2 separate regions of the Sus scrofa genome follow, and region 1 is linked to region 2. Evidence: chromatin contacts called from public HiChIP or PLAC-seq data. All regions are on one chromosome and are shown on one strand. Each heading gives the region's core, a stretch centred on a gene start, on an enhancer-like site or on the middle of the called end of the contact. The rest is flanking DNA. Distances are from core to core; before and after follow the strand shown. Region 1 has its middle 34 kb from the start of JUN. Region 2 has its middle 180 kb from the start of JUN.

The links. HiChIP or PLAC-seq counts read pairs in DNA pulled down with a chosen protein or histone mark.
Region 1: an H3K27ac HiChIP or PLAC-seq map of skeletal muscle shows a contact between it and region 2. The contact joins two enhancer-like sites. A contact is called at or near these places in 1 of 47 Hi-C or Micro-C datasets (skeletal muscle) and 2 of 2 datasets of contacts at active chromatin or transcription factors (alveolar macrophages and skeletal muscle).

The regions. Positions count from the first base shown.
Region 1 is chr6:153,650,287-153,654,250 of Sscrofa11.1, reverse strand. No RefSeq gene overlaps it. Among named protein-coding and RNA genes, the nearest start is that of JUN, 34 kb to the left of the region's middle. Within about 2 kb of position 1,545, at least 50 of the 83 cell types and tissues checked have an H3K27ac peak or open chromatin away from gene starts, as enhancers often do. A contact at or near this core is called in skeletal muscle, where this site is marked.
Region 2 is chr6:153,506,283-153,509,984 of Sscrofa11.1, reverse strand. No RefSeq gene overlaps it. Among named protein-coding and RNA genes, the nearest start is that of JUN, 180 kb to the left of the region's middle. Within about 2 kb of position 2,339, at least 28 of the 83 cell types and tissues checked have an H3K27ac peak or open chromatin away from gene starts, as enhancers often do. A contact at or near this core is called in skeletal muscle, where this site is marked.

The DNA.
Region 1 (3,964 bases), core at 296-2,795, 150 kb before region 2:
GGCATTCGGTAAATATGTGCGTATAAATTCTGTCCTTTGTGGGGATTTTCTGCCCAAGCTTTCCTCTTGGTCATGAGATCTAAAGCAAAGGAGCCGAGGCTTCTGGGACAGTCCCTGAGGGTCACTGGGCACATACTGATGGAGGGCCAATGACAGGTTAGTGTGTACCACCCCCAAGCCACTCCTGACAATGGCCTCCCACACCCACTCACTGCTAGATGGACCCAAAGGACTGGGTGATTGACCCATTCTGCTCACCTTCTTGGAACCTGATGCTGGCTGGCCAGTGCCCAGAGCACGGGTCTAAGTGTCACATGATGAATCCTAAGGGTTTGTTGGCTATAGCTTGGTGCACAAGTCACTGTGCATGCTGGGTGGCTTGAGTTGAATCTACCTGACTGATGGCTCGTCCACAAGTCTCATGAGAACCAGAACAATAGGCAGCCACATTGAGCAACCAGCTTCCCTTCCTCGCCCCCGGCAGCAACTGGGCCAGGGAAAGTGAAGAAACCTGTTCTGGGTCTCCGCGGGGTGGGCGTGGGCGGGGCCCTGCCGGGAAAGGGGCGGCTGGACCAGTTTCTGTTGCTCCCGGACCGGATGCAGCCCCGTGACTAGGGCGGAGGCCAGAGAAATGCGCGCCCTGGGCGCACCTGTCTGACCTCCAGGGCGACGTTGGCTTTGGCAATGATAAGACTAGAGGCTCTAGGTCAGCGGTCACGGGCGGGCGTGAGACTTCCGGCTGCCAAATCAGGCGAGCGGGCGGGGTGGCAGCGAATCAGCTGACAGGTGGAACTGGAAGATAGAGGCTTTGGACGTCCTGTGGGTAGGGGAAGGAAAACCCGGCAAGGGGCGGCGCCCAGAAACAGCTGGGTAGCTGGGTCATTGTGCGGCTGTCCTGAGGTCGCAACCGCCTCTTTTGCGCTTTACCCCTGCGGCCCCCCACCCCCACCCCGAGGGGCACGGAACTGTTGGGTAGAAAGAACACTGGACAGAATTGTATTTGAATCCAGCTGTTCCATCTACCGGCTTCTGTGTTCAAGGGCAAGTGACTTCGCCTACCTATCGGATCCAGAGTTTCGCTAGATGAAAAATGGGAATAAATTCTCTCAAAGCCTGGTGTGAGGAGTCAATGAAATCACATAGGAACAATGCCTAGCACACGAGTAGGTGCCCATAAAGGGGGTTCCCTTTCCCTTCTTTGTTTCAGACCCAGATCTCACTCCCAGCCCCGAAGTCGCTCCCCAGACGACCCTAGGACGGCGGCAACTGGGTGGCAGGCTCCCTAGCTTGATAATAACTCGAGAATCATTTGAGCCTCACTCAGTCAAACTATCAGATAGGATGGGGCGTGTGGAAGGATTCCCAAGGCCCCCTTGGGTCGTGTTTCCGTGATCCTGGGGCTGGGGTGGGGGGGATTTCAACGCATTCTTTGAGTTAGGTTATGTATTTATTCACAGATTCCTATCGGGCGAGGGCTGGTTCTTACTGCCTCCCCAGGCGACGTTCCCGGCCAGCCAGTATTTCGTCCATACAAGGCCAGCTTCCACCCGCGGCTTTTGCGTAAATAAAGCCCAGCCTTCCGCCGCAGGTTGCCGCGGGTCCCGCCCCCGGAGCCGCCAGTGCGGGAGGCAGGACCGATGCCATCCGCTGCAGGCGGGCCTGGGGAGGCTGGGAGCTGGCCACGCCCCGGCCGGGTGCTGGGGGGATGGGGGTGGGGGGAGCACCAGAAGGAGCAGGGTGAAGAAATCCAGGCTTAAGCCGTCCGAGTTCCCACCCGTTAGCACCGTCCTTCATGGGTCACTCAGCAGGCCCTTGATAAACATCATCCCTAATCCTCCCTGCAACTCTGCGAGTGTTCTCCCCAGTTTATAATCGAGAAACTGAGGTTTAGCAAGTGTAAATGGCTTAGACGAGGTCCCATAGGCAAAAAATGGCAGACCGAGAAATTCTAACCGAACATAACTGGTTGCAAAAGCCAGCCTTTTCCCCACCCTATTGGACATCAGTGAGATCGCAAAAGTCTTAATGGGCAAGAATAAAACAATAACCACAACTAATCAGATTAACAGATGAAAGGGAGTTGAAAGGGCCTTCCAGAGCTTCCACTGGTGTCTCAAACAGGGGATCAAGAACCACAGGATAAATCACAGACTATATTTCCTGGGTGACAATTTCACTCCTTTTTAAATTAAAAAAAAATTAAGACTGACAATGATGGAGAAGAATATAACTTTCAGAATTGTGGTAGCTGAAAGTAGGAAACTTCAAAGAAATTTCAGGCTGTTTTCACAACGTACATCTTTCGCTTGACTGTGCAGAAACATTAACGTCAATTACACAGATGGGCAAACTGAGGCCCGAAACCACTCTCCCCGGGGCCAAAGCGGGAGGAGAACCAAGACACCCAGGCTTTCGGCCTGGGGTGCTTTCTGCTGAGGGCGGGGGGTCCTGTTTGTAAATAGGTGTCCTCCGACAGCCACTGCTGATTTTGTCACCAAGCCAACCAAGTGGGCGCGATTCTGAGTAATTGCAGGGAATCAGCGCGGCTGGGGTAAAAGCAAAAGGGACGCGCGGGAGGGCGGCTGGTCCAGAGCCCAGGCGCAGGCGGAGCCACAGCCCGGATTCCCGCTGGGCGAGCAGGCGGGAGGAGTCAGGTGCCAGCGACTCTTGAAGGTTCTGCCCCTCACTCGGTGCAAGCTGCCAGCACAGCAAACCACAGCCCTGCTCCTGTCCCACCTGCTGGACCCGTCTGCGTCTGCGACAAGGGAGACCCCGCCCAAACCCACTCGTCTAGGCTCGGGCAAGGAAGATGCACTGGGACCTCTGGCCAGCCTGCCCAGACCCGTGGGACTGGCTGCCCTCTCCTTGCGCGTGGGGGGACCTTGGAGTTCTTAGGTTTGGCTTTAAATCTGACCCTAATATTTGTTGCTTAAGCTCTCTCACTCTCAGTTTCTGTATCTGTCAAATGGAGGTTAGTGACTCTTACCTCATATAATTGCTGTGAGAAGTAAATGTGTGCCTATCCATAAAGGCCTAGAATATTTAAAAAACTTATTAAATGCTCTTTTGCTATTACCGTTAGCAGGCCTGAGTGGGAATCTCAGGCCAATTCAGAACTGATGACCTGGCCAGATGTGCTTTCTTCAGTTCCCCCACCTGGAAAAGGGAGCTTCATTATACTTTACATCACAGGGTGGGGGTGAGGACAGATCCCCAGCATCTGGCAAGTCCACAAGTGGTTATGTTTGCAACTCTTATTATTTGCCAACACTGTCTTAAGCACGTTGCGTGTATTACCTCATTTAATCCTACAATTACGGTATGAGAGAACTGCTTTCCATTTCACAAGTAGGAAACTGAGGCACAGAAAGGGTAAATAATTACCTAAGGTCACACGGTTAAGTAGGATTTGCATCCACAAAATCTGGCTTCCTTCTCCTTGTTCCTAAACCCTACCAGATGTACCAGGCACTGCGGATGCAGCCAGGGATAACGTTCCACAGCCACTTCCTCAACAAAGGGCAGGATCTCCTTTCTGAGTTTTCTGGCCTTCCTTCCACATGCTTAAGCATTGCATGCACTTTATCATATTTTTAATGCACACCGTGTGTACCATGTACAAGGGAGGCATTCAACCTTGTTAATTTCCCTCTTCCCGTATTTTTGGGGTCTAGTTATCTTTACACGGAGGGTGGACCTTAGATGTTCAAAGTGATAGAGCACGTGGTGTCTAGCAGGTTCTTGGCATACCTGAGTTCTTCCTTTCCTGTGTTTAGTGATCTTCCAGCTAAGTAGCCTGAAAGTGCACACACTTAAGGTTTAGACCTTTTAATAATAAGGATTGCTTCTGCCTCTGAGAATTACTGCCTGCACTGTGGGGTTCCCAGAACTGAGAATGAACTTACTGTATTTATCACTTAATCATTTCCAAAACAGCTTATGACTATGCCATCTTTAGTCAAAG
Region 2 (3,702 bases), core at 1,090-3,589:
ACTCTGGCAGATGCGCTGGGCACAGGATCTGGTTGCTGTGTGAACACTGTGGCCTGGCTGGGAAAGCTGCCTGTTAGCCAGCTTCCCGCTTCCCCTTACATGGAATTCTCTTTCTTGGGGAAGAGCTAGCCCTCTTAGGGTCAGCTGTGCTCATTGTCCCTGTAGGATGCCAGGATTACTGTTTTGTTCGTAATTTCTTTCTGTGATCATTCCTGTCCCACCAATTTTTCTGCTCGCTCCACATGTTCTGCGCCCCAGCAGGTTAACCCCTAAGAAGAACATCACCGAGGTTCCCCTGGACTCTAAATTATAGCTGCGTCTAGCCAAAGGAAATCTATAGCAGCAGGCAAGAGGAGTGTGGGAAGAGGCAGAGGTCAGGTGTCTGTCCCTCCCTTTGTCTGTTCCTTTCTTTCAAAGTCTGGCATTGGCTGTGACCCAGAGAGCCACAGTGCCCCGGCTGCTGCTCCCCAGGGCGTCAGCTCTCTGGCCTTCCAGAACATGTGTCTCTTCTCTTTGACTGACCCCTGGGGGGGGTGTGGGCTGCCTGCTGCCCTACCCCCCAGGGTGTCTTGACCTTCCTTGCTGGTTTCCTTAGCCCCAGTCTCAGCCCCAAACAGAGTCCTTCCCTTAGATTTTTTTGCTGTTCAGCCCTTCTGCATGCACTTTGTTCCCTGCCATGATTCTGGTCGATTCTCCCAAGGAAACTCTCCAGTGTTCCTCAAAGAGACCTTAGCCAAGAGCCGGGCACTTAATCTTGGTGTCCTTTAAGAGGGCACCCATCCAGAGGGATTGGAGCCACTTGCCTTCAAGAATGCCCACTAGTCTGCATGTGGGGCTGCAGAGGAAGCAGGTGCCCCATCAAGGAGAGCCTCAGGGGCCATAAGAGAGGGTTATGGACTGGCTCAATATTCAGAAATTCAGGTGCAAGTGCCTTTGAAGGAATATGCTGTTATAACACTATCAATGGAGTGTTGCTATCAGATCAGGCTGTGTCATCTTATCAAGCACAAAAGGAAAGAAAACATCTGACAAACATCATCTCCATGCTGGGCAACTTTTCCTTTGTGAGATCTTGTTCCATCCACACGCCAGCCCTGGGCGTAGGCAGTGTCTTCTCCATTTTCCAGTGTGGAAATGGAGGCTCAGAGAGGTGATCTGACTGGGCTTGGGTCGCCCAGCTTGTGAGTGGCAGAGCCTGGACACAAACCTGGCTTCTCTGTCTGCGTAAGAAGGGAATGGAAAAACATCCGTTGGAAGTACTGGGCCAAGCCTACTGAGGAAACTGGGCCCGGAAAGAGGCATTTGAATAGTAGAAAATCAACACAAATTCAACAATGATGTCTAGCTAGAGGCATCAACCATCACCCACTGCCAGGGCAGAGAGTCTATTTCTTCACTAGTAGCTGCAGGGCTTTGCACAACCAATTCATAGCAACTATTCACTCTCAACTACCTTCCTCTAAGAAGCCTCCTGGACCTTCCAAGTTTGGGCTATATGTCCCTTATTTGTTTCTGTGTAGTCCTTGTAATTGCTTAGACACCACATGCGTGTGTGCGCGCGCGTGTGTGTGTGTGTGTGTGTGTGTGTGTAAAGCCTTGAAGAATTCTGGAGGCACCTCAAGAAGGGCCTGAGAGCTATCCTTGCCTACAGAGAAGGTTGCACTGAGGGTGAGGGTGTAGACTCGTTTTTACTGGCCCTTGAGTGGAAAGGGGCCATGAGTGAAAGCTCCAGAGAGATCACTGTTAGATTCTCTTCAGGGTCAGACTGAGGTAGAACTTTCTAGTAATGAGAATCTCTCTATAAGGGGGCAGGCTGCCCTGAGACCCTGCAAGCACAGGCTGGAGAGGCAGCCACAGAGGAGACTGCACTGCAGATGGAATGGGGAGCAGATAAGACTGGACACGTCCCGACAGATGAAAGGTCTGTTGTGAAAACAAAACTCACCGCAGATTAATTTTCTACAAAGTGCTTGGCCCATCACGTGTATGAACTCATGTAATCTTGACACTGGCCTGCGAGGTAGGTGCAATCCAGTTCATGGATGAGGAAATTGGGTTCAGAGAGTTAAGTCACTGGCCCAGGAGATATTGGAAGAGCCAGGATCTAAATATGACCTGTGTCTGACCCTAGAGCTCCCCCAGGACTTAGGTGCATATAAGCTTCGCCCATGTCACCAGCACAACTTCGCTTATTTTGTTTTGTTTTCATGGGCCTCAGTTCCCCTCCAGGGTCCCTACCTCTTTGATGCCAGAAGCTGGCCAGCAGGCTAGGCCATCAGATACAGTTGGCTCTGGGAGGGTGGAGGCCTGGTCTGGGTCGTACTTTCCGGACTCGTTGGTTCCTCCTCTGCCTTCCTTTGTCTCCTTCTGGAAGGGACTCCACTGCTTGCCAGCTTGTCCCTGGACCTCTGGACACATTATGGATCCACATGACCTGGGAGGGATAAGCAGGTGACCTGAAGCATGACAGCTACAGCTAAGAGAAGGTTTCAGAAAGGTCTGTGGCTTCAGTTTCAGGCCTGATGAAAGGAAAAAAAAAATCTAAACACAAACCCAGCAGGCTGCCTGCCAGGAGTCTGTGAAACACAGTCCAAGCCAAAGCCAGTGTCGGCCAAGAGGGAAATTACAGGCCTTAAATGGGAGACTAGTCTGCAGAAAGCTCCCAGTTGTGTTTGGCATAAGTTTGTTTGCCTACATATGTGTTTATGTAGACGTATTTTTCAAAGTGTATCTCTTTATTATTTATGTATTTAGCCTCAAGACCCTTTTTAAAAACAATGTAGAAAGAGTACTTTAAAATACTTTAGCCCTTGATGATATTTGGGGCCACTCCATTTAGTTTAGTTAAAAGTCAGCTCATATTTACTGACAGCCTATTTTGTACCAGGCACTGTGCTCGGCGCTGGAGGTCTGGGGATGCAAAAGGCAGTTCCCTACCCCAAAGCAGCTCAGTGTCCAAAATAAGAAAAAGAAACGTGCACAAGTAAAGATCTCAGAATACCGTTGGAGACAAGGTCTCTCAGTTAAGTGTAGCTGGGACCCAAAGGACGGTGGAGAGGGGGTCTAGCAGGTTCTCACAGGCAGACAAAAGTGGAGGGGCCCTGGCTTGGCTGTATTCATTCATGGAGGTGTATGAGTCAGCTATTGCTGCAATAATGCTAGGTAACAAGCCACCCAAGACTCAGTCACTTACAACTATAAGAATTTTTTCTTGGGAGTTCCTTTTATGGCTCAGTGGTTAACAAACCTGATTAGGATCCATGAAGATACGGGTTCAATCCCTGGCCTCACTCAGTGGGTTAAGGATCTGGCATTGTCCTGAGCTGTGGCGTAGGTCACAGACACTGCTCAGATCCCACGTTGCTGTGGCTGTGTAGGCTGGCACCTATAGCTCTGATTCAACCCCTAGCCTGGGAACTTCCATATGCCATGGGGGTGACCCTAAAAAAGCAAAAAATAAAAATAAAATAAAATAAAAAATTTTTTTCTTCTCACTCTTGGGTTTGTGGGTTGGCTGGGTAGCTTGGGTTCCAGCTTCAGCTTAACTGGGGCTGTGGGTCAGGTGTGGGTCTGTTGCATTTGTCTCATCCTGTGAGCTAGGGTGAAAGGTAGCCTCTGGTTACTCCTTGCATGGTAAATGAGCAAGTAAGCAGACAAAAATGTAATGAAACAGGTAATACCTCTTAAAATTTCAGCCCAGAA